Regions from separate parts of the Rattus norvegicus genome. Here region 2 is linked to region 1. The links are chromatin contacts, called in public Hi-C maps. All regions are on one chromosome and are shown on one strand. Each heading gives the region's core, a stretch centred on a gene start, on an enhancer-like site or on the middle of the called end of the contact. The rest is flanking DNA. Distances are from core to core; before and after follow the strand shown. Region 1 overlaps Poc1b (POC1 centriolar protein B). Region 2 has its middle 170 kb from the start of Cs-ps1.

What was found. Hi-C and Micro-C count contacts between places; a contact is called where the count stands out from the background.
Region 2: a Hi-C map of Schwann cells shows a contact between it and region 1, with 5 times the contacts expected there. The contact joins two enhancer-like sites. A contact is called at or near these places in 11 of 12 Hi-C or Micro-C datasets (the A7r5 cell line, the Rat2 cell line, Schwann cells and 6 more) and 1 of 1 datasets of contacts at active chromatin or transcription factors (oligodendrocytes).

The regions. Positions count from the first base shown.
Region 1 is chr7:35,872,055-35,875,000 of GRCr8, reverse strand. The region is part of intron 9 of Poc1b (POC1 centriolar protein B); the gene reads right to left. Among named protein-coding and RNA genes, the nearest start is that of Galnt4, 62 kb to the right of the region's middle. Within about 2 kb of position 1,285, at least 1 of the 93 cell types and tissues checked has an H3K27ac peak or open chromatin away from gene starts, as enhancers often do. A contact at or near this core is called in Schwann cells, where this site is marked.
Region 2 is chr7:36,319,959-36,322,969 of GRCr8, reverse strand. No RefSeq gene overlaps it. Among named protein-coding and RNA genes, the nearest start is that of Cs-ps1, 170 kb to the left of the region's middle. Within about 2 kb of position 1,714, at least 1 of the 93 cell types and tissues checked has an H3K27ac peak or open chromatin away from gene starts, as enhancers often do. A contact at or near this core is called in Schwann cells, where this site is marked.

The sequences.
Region 1 (2,946 bases), core at 36-2,535:
GAAACACCATTGCAAACACCAGAGTGCTCCTCCATATTGTCAGCAGTGCGCATAGCACTTTGTAACCAACGCTAAGCTATACTGTAGAGACTGGCTGTGAGGTAAAGTCACTGAGACACCACACGGCAGTGAAGTCGAGGAGAACACAGCTCTGCACACTATATAAGTAGGTCAGGTCACGTTATACATACATCTCAGGGTTTTTTTTTTATATGAAATAAAAAGGCAAGTTACAGTAAAACATACTCAATACAACTCCATTTACCTCAAAGTTTCTGACCGTTCAAAGCTAAACAGTATTTAATTAAAGATTTGAAAATACCTGTGTAGTAAAATTACAGAGAAAGAAGAATGATTTCCTGGATCGATGACTACCTCCGAGGGAAGTCATTTTTAAATTCAAAGGTTGCAGGGCAAACCAAAAAAAAAAAAAAAAAAAAAAAAAAAAAAAAAAAAAAAAAAAAAAAAGCAGTCATCTTTAGTTCAAAGACGAGAGCCAAAGAGCACCCAGACTGCAGGACCAACCGGACAGCACTTGGTACACTCAGGGCCAGAAAGGAACTCTAGCTGATGGCCCAGCCACAAGGACTTTAGAAAGGAAACACAGCTTAACACGGCTTCTCCACACCAAAATAAAAACAAAATACACTTCAGAAAGCAAGTCATAGACACAGGGTGCAATAAAGACCCCACCCCCACCCCCACCAGCCGAGCACAGCCATAGTGCAAATGAACAAATGTCCAGGGACAGGAAAAGAGACAGAAACAGATTGGAGTTGACAAAGGCCAGATTACAAAGAAATTTGGGGGAACCGTGAGGCTGGAGTTTAAGTGCTTTAGAGAGACCCACTGGGGAGAGCCACTGGACACTGCTTTCCCTGTGGGCTGAGCTCCCAGCAAGAAGAGTGATCGACTGAGGGATTGAAGGCACTCGGTCTGGAGGACAGAGCTGTACCTTGGGTTAGATTTATGTATGTGTATGTGTGAGGACGTGCACACTTACACACGTGATTGCACCATGGCACATGTGTGGAGGCTGGAGGACAATCTGTGAGATTTGGATCTTTCTTTCCACCGAGTGGATCCGGGATTGGAATCAGGTTGGCAGGCAGCGCTGCAGAAACCTTTACCTGCGGAGGTCGCTTGCTGGCCTGGTTGAGGACCGACCTCACCATGGCTATGCACCACAAGCTGGCCTCACTCTCAGTCCCTTTCCCTTTGACTCTCAAGTGTTGGGATTACAGACACATGTGCCACCATGCTTAGTCCCCTAGCTGCTGTTTTAGGAATATATCTTCTAATTATCCAGCCCACTGTGTTACAGTGGAGGTGCCTGACTGTAAGACATGGTAAAGGGGGGAGAAGAATGGAGGAAAGCTCGCTTAGTTGGCCAACACTTCTTCCTTCCTGCCGTTTTCCAGTAGAAAACCAACACTTCCTCATCCATTTCTGTAAAGAGGAGATACCACAGACCTCACGCTTTTGTCTTAGGCAAAATAGACACTGTTATCTTTTCTCTGCTGCCACCTAGTGTAGGTATAGAGAAGCACACTGACTTAGCTTTGCTCTGGAAACAAACTGCTCAGAAGGTTTAAGTCTTAAACAAGGAAAGAATCGGCCCCTCCTGTAGAAAAATCTTTGACTTTCTACAAGTTTGGAACTTATGTAACTAATAGCATTTTATTACACTGAAGAACAAATTCCTCTACGTAAACCAAGTAGCCTTGAAATGGAGTGGATTGAGAGGTGGGCTCTCATTACCTGAACAGAGGGGCAATTGAGAAGGAGGCTGTATGGAATCTTGAAGGTACCCGCCCCCCCCACCTCTGGCCTAAGGGTCTACATCACCAAGCTCGAGAACATACATTCCAACACAGGCTGTAATGTTTCCGTAGACTACACATTCCTGAAGGACAGGGGATGAGCCCTTAAAGCAAGGACCTCCAGCACAGAGACACGCTAGTGTCTACTGACAGGGCCAGATTTGAGCTCTTATTAAACCAAAGCACTGCCATAGATGGGCAGAGCTGCACAGTGGGCCAGAGTTCCGGCATCATCAGCTACTAGCCTCAGCATCTACTCACCTGAATTCTCATGTGCATAAAAGCATTACTGACTTTCAATGTTTACAGCCCTATTATATAACTGATGTAAAGACATAGAAAAATACTATATAGGCTTAAGTAATTGTTACTATTATTAGTGTCATGTAAGCTCCTCAAAACAATGTATGTAGTTCAGCTAGAATTAAAATATAGAATTGGTAGACAGGAAATTATACTTTCATACCCAATGGTAATGTCTTTAACCTCATTAGCAGACTAAAGTAGATCATGACCTAAGATTTGAAGATTTCTATTAATCATGATAGAATTTTCACCAATAAATCTTGGTTAGGATATCATAAAATATTTAGTTATATAAAAAGGATTGTTCCGTTCTACAAAGCAACACAGAATTTCATTCATAATTTGTAGATGATGGTGCTATTCAAGTAGCCATTCTGAAGTTGAAAGCAATCAAGATAATTCTTTCATTAATGATTTTGACTTAACTGCAATCCCTTCTAATATTATGCTCCCTAGTCTTACAGGGATCTATTGTGACCACTTAGGAGGTTGTCCTGTTTTCCCACTGTCTTAGTTAGGGTTTTCACTGCTGTAAAGAGATACAATGACCAAAGTAACTCTTGTAAGACAGCATTTAACAGGGGTTAGCTTACTGGTTCTGAGATTCAGTCCATTAATCATCACAGCAGGAAGCATGGCAGTGTACAGGCAGACAAAAGGAAAACACAAGACTGGCTCACAGGCAACTAGGAGGAGGGTTTCAAAGGCCACCCCCACAGTCTTACACATCCTCCAACAAGACCACACCTCCAAATAGTGCCAATCCCTGGGCCAAGGATTTTCAAACCACCACATTCCACTCCCTGGCCTCCTAGGC
Region 2 (3,011 bases), core at 465-2,964, 450 kb before region 1:
CTGCACGGAGAATAACACCTTGCGAGTTCTTTGTACAAATGGCTTTTAAACTTTTATGTATCACTTGACCTGTTTTTGTTCTTAAATTAATCTGTATAAATGCCCTTACTTAATAGGTGGAGAGACTGAGGCTAGATGGTGAAGGGCCTCAAGTGACTGGCAAACAAGGTCAAATCTTGTCTTCTGACCCTTCCAATGTTTGCATAGCCCCAACCCTGTCAGAAGAAGTATGACACATGGCTCTCACTCCTTGACAGATAGAGTAGATCCAGATGCTATGGTGTTCTGACTGAGGTTGGCTCCCATAGTATCAATGGGAGTGTGTGAATGTTTGCTTCCCAGCTGGTGGACTATTTATAAACTATTAGGAGTTATGGCCTCGTTGGAAGAGGTGTGTCACTGGGAGTAGAGTTTGGGTTTCAAACACCCAAGCCAGGACCAGTCTCTCTCTCTCTCTCTCTCTCTCTCTCTCTCTCTCTCTCTCTCTCTCTCTCTCTGTCTCTGCCTCCCTCCTGGAGTTTGAGATGTAAACGCTTAGCTACTGCCCAACACCAGGCCTGCCTGCCACCATGCTTCCCTGATTAAACCCCTGAGACTGTAAGCAAGCCCTTTACTAAATGCCATTTTTAAAATTTTCCCTGGTCATAGTGTGTCTCTTCACAGCAATAGAACAGTAAGACAGATAACATCGCCTTCATTTTAGACACAGAAAAAGTCTTCTTTTACAGAAGGCAGCTATATAGTAAGTGCAGCCATGGCAAGGACTCTAGCTTTAAAATGTAATCTGGGGCCCTCTGTGGTTTGCACTGTCACCCGTAGCATGTGACAGACTTAAAAGAGGGAAGAGCATAAGTTTAGGTGAAAATAAACCTGTTTAGCCTACAGACCCGACGACCTAACAGCAGGTTGGATAACTTTCTAGATTCTCAGTGTTCTCACTTGTAAAATAACACTCAGAGCTACTCTACTCTGTTTACTCGTCTCCTGAAAACCAGGGGAACTCGGCATTTGACCACAGGCCCCAACACACACGCACTTCGAGTCATCATGCCTGGGTATCATTGCCGATTTCAGGGCTGTCCTCGGCTCTTCCTCACAGACAAATGGAATACTATTTTTAATTTGTCAAAAATCACCAAGTCCTGGCTCAATTAAACTAGCACATCCAATGTAAGAAGGGATTCGAGGAAACACGGGCTTCCCTTCCCTCCTGTGGATTTGTAGGCGTTCTTTGCTTTCTTGAGTCCCAAACAGAGACTGGCATGAAGGTCAGTTCTGTCTATCAGAGACAGGAGAAAAGGCAAACTCTAACCTTAGGGACCCTTGCTGAGGGATTGCAATCATGTTCAAATGCTCATTTGGGTCTACCAACCACCTTGCAGGACTCTGTGTTCCTTCTTCTCTCAAAGTTTTCATCCGTTCTTTGTGAGTTGCACATCATGCACCCCAGTCCCATTCATCTCCCCATCCCTCATATCTGCCCTTTGCCCTTGAAACCCTCCCCCAATAAATCACATGCACACAAAGCATAGAAAAGAAATCTCATCATAGAGGCTGTAGTATGTCCCAGTGTATCCCACAGTGTATCCCTCTGTCCACACATCTTAATTTGCAAATGTTCATTACAATGAGTCATCGGTCTGGTTCGAGGTCTCTGGCTTCTGTGGCACCATCAATATTGGGTTTTCACCAAGGCCCCTCCCTGTTGTTTCCTGGTGTCATGGAGATCCTATAGCTTTGGAGCAACAGGACCAGCCCTTTCACACATCCCAGCTGTTCTCAGAGGATGTAGATTGGAAGTGGGCCAACTCAGAGCCCTAGGACTGGGACTGGCTGGTAGCTGAGGTGGTCAGCGCTCCAGCCTGCTCCAACGAGGCCGTCCAGTGACACCATCAGCAGAAGGCAGGGTCACCTCTCCTTTCTCATGTCTTCTACCAGTTGACCCGAACCCACACCTCCACTGTGCTGCTCCAGTCAAGGCCTGGGGCTCACTATCCCAAGTAATACAGCCTGCAAGGGGCTGGGCCAGCTCTCCCACTCTCAAGGTCTCAAAGCTGGCTCACCCATACCTTCTTCATCAGGGGCCAGCTCCAGTATGTTGCCTGGGTGAGGTTCAGTGTCCGCTCTCCCAAGTGCTACAGCCAGTGAGAGGACAGGGCTAGCTCTCCTAATCTCATGTGCGACACCCATCCATCACCTCAGCACCCATGCCACCCCACGGTAGCCAACTGGCAGTGTCAGCTCTCCCACACATGTCCTCTGGGCAGCTTACCCACATTGCTGCCACCAGGGCCAGCACCACTGTACTGCTTTGGTGAGACCCTGGGCCTTCTTTCCTGAGTGCTGCCACTGGTGACAAATGGAAGCCAGCTCTCCAGCGTGCCATAGCCAGTGAGGAGTGGGGCCAGTTCTGCACAGTCCCTGGAGAGCCATGTGGTCCCCGGCGGCTGCCCTGACCAGGGACTTCCCCATGTTCTTTAGACGTAGTATGTGCCATGGACCAGGACACCAAGCCCTGTTGCTGTGTAGCCATGAACAGGAATTATGGCCTTCAGCAGCAGCTAGGCCTGGGACCTCACCACACCACAGGTGACGAGGCTGGCCACCCACAACAAGCTATACCTCTCTACCCCTGAGTCTCCAGTTCCATCTCTCTTCATAACGCTCAAGCTACTCCACTTCTCTTTGTCTCCCATCTGACCACCACATGCTCACACATTATGCTGGCCCCCACTGCAGGCTGGCCATGTTGCTGGCAGACCCCTGGGTGATAACCTCCTGCTGTACTATGTGGTATGGTGGCAGGCAAGTGTCAGTGGCCCGCCCATGCCAGGCTTGAGGGCAGGTCTGTGGATGGATGGAATGACAATCCTCATGTCTCTGTCTTCCTCCCACACTGCGTGCCTAGATTTTATTTTATTTTTATTTTTTTAATCCTGGGCATAAAACAGCTCTGGCCACCACGCCAGGTGTCAAGCTACGATGAACCAAGGACTGCCATCTGCTCTGCC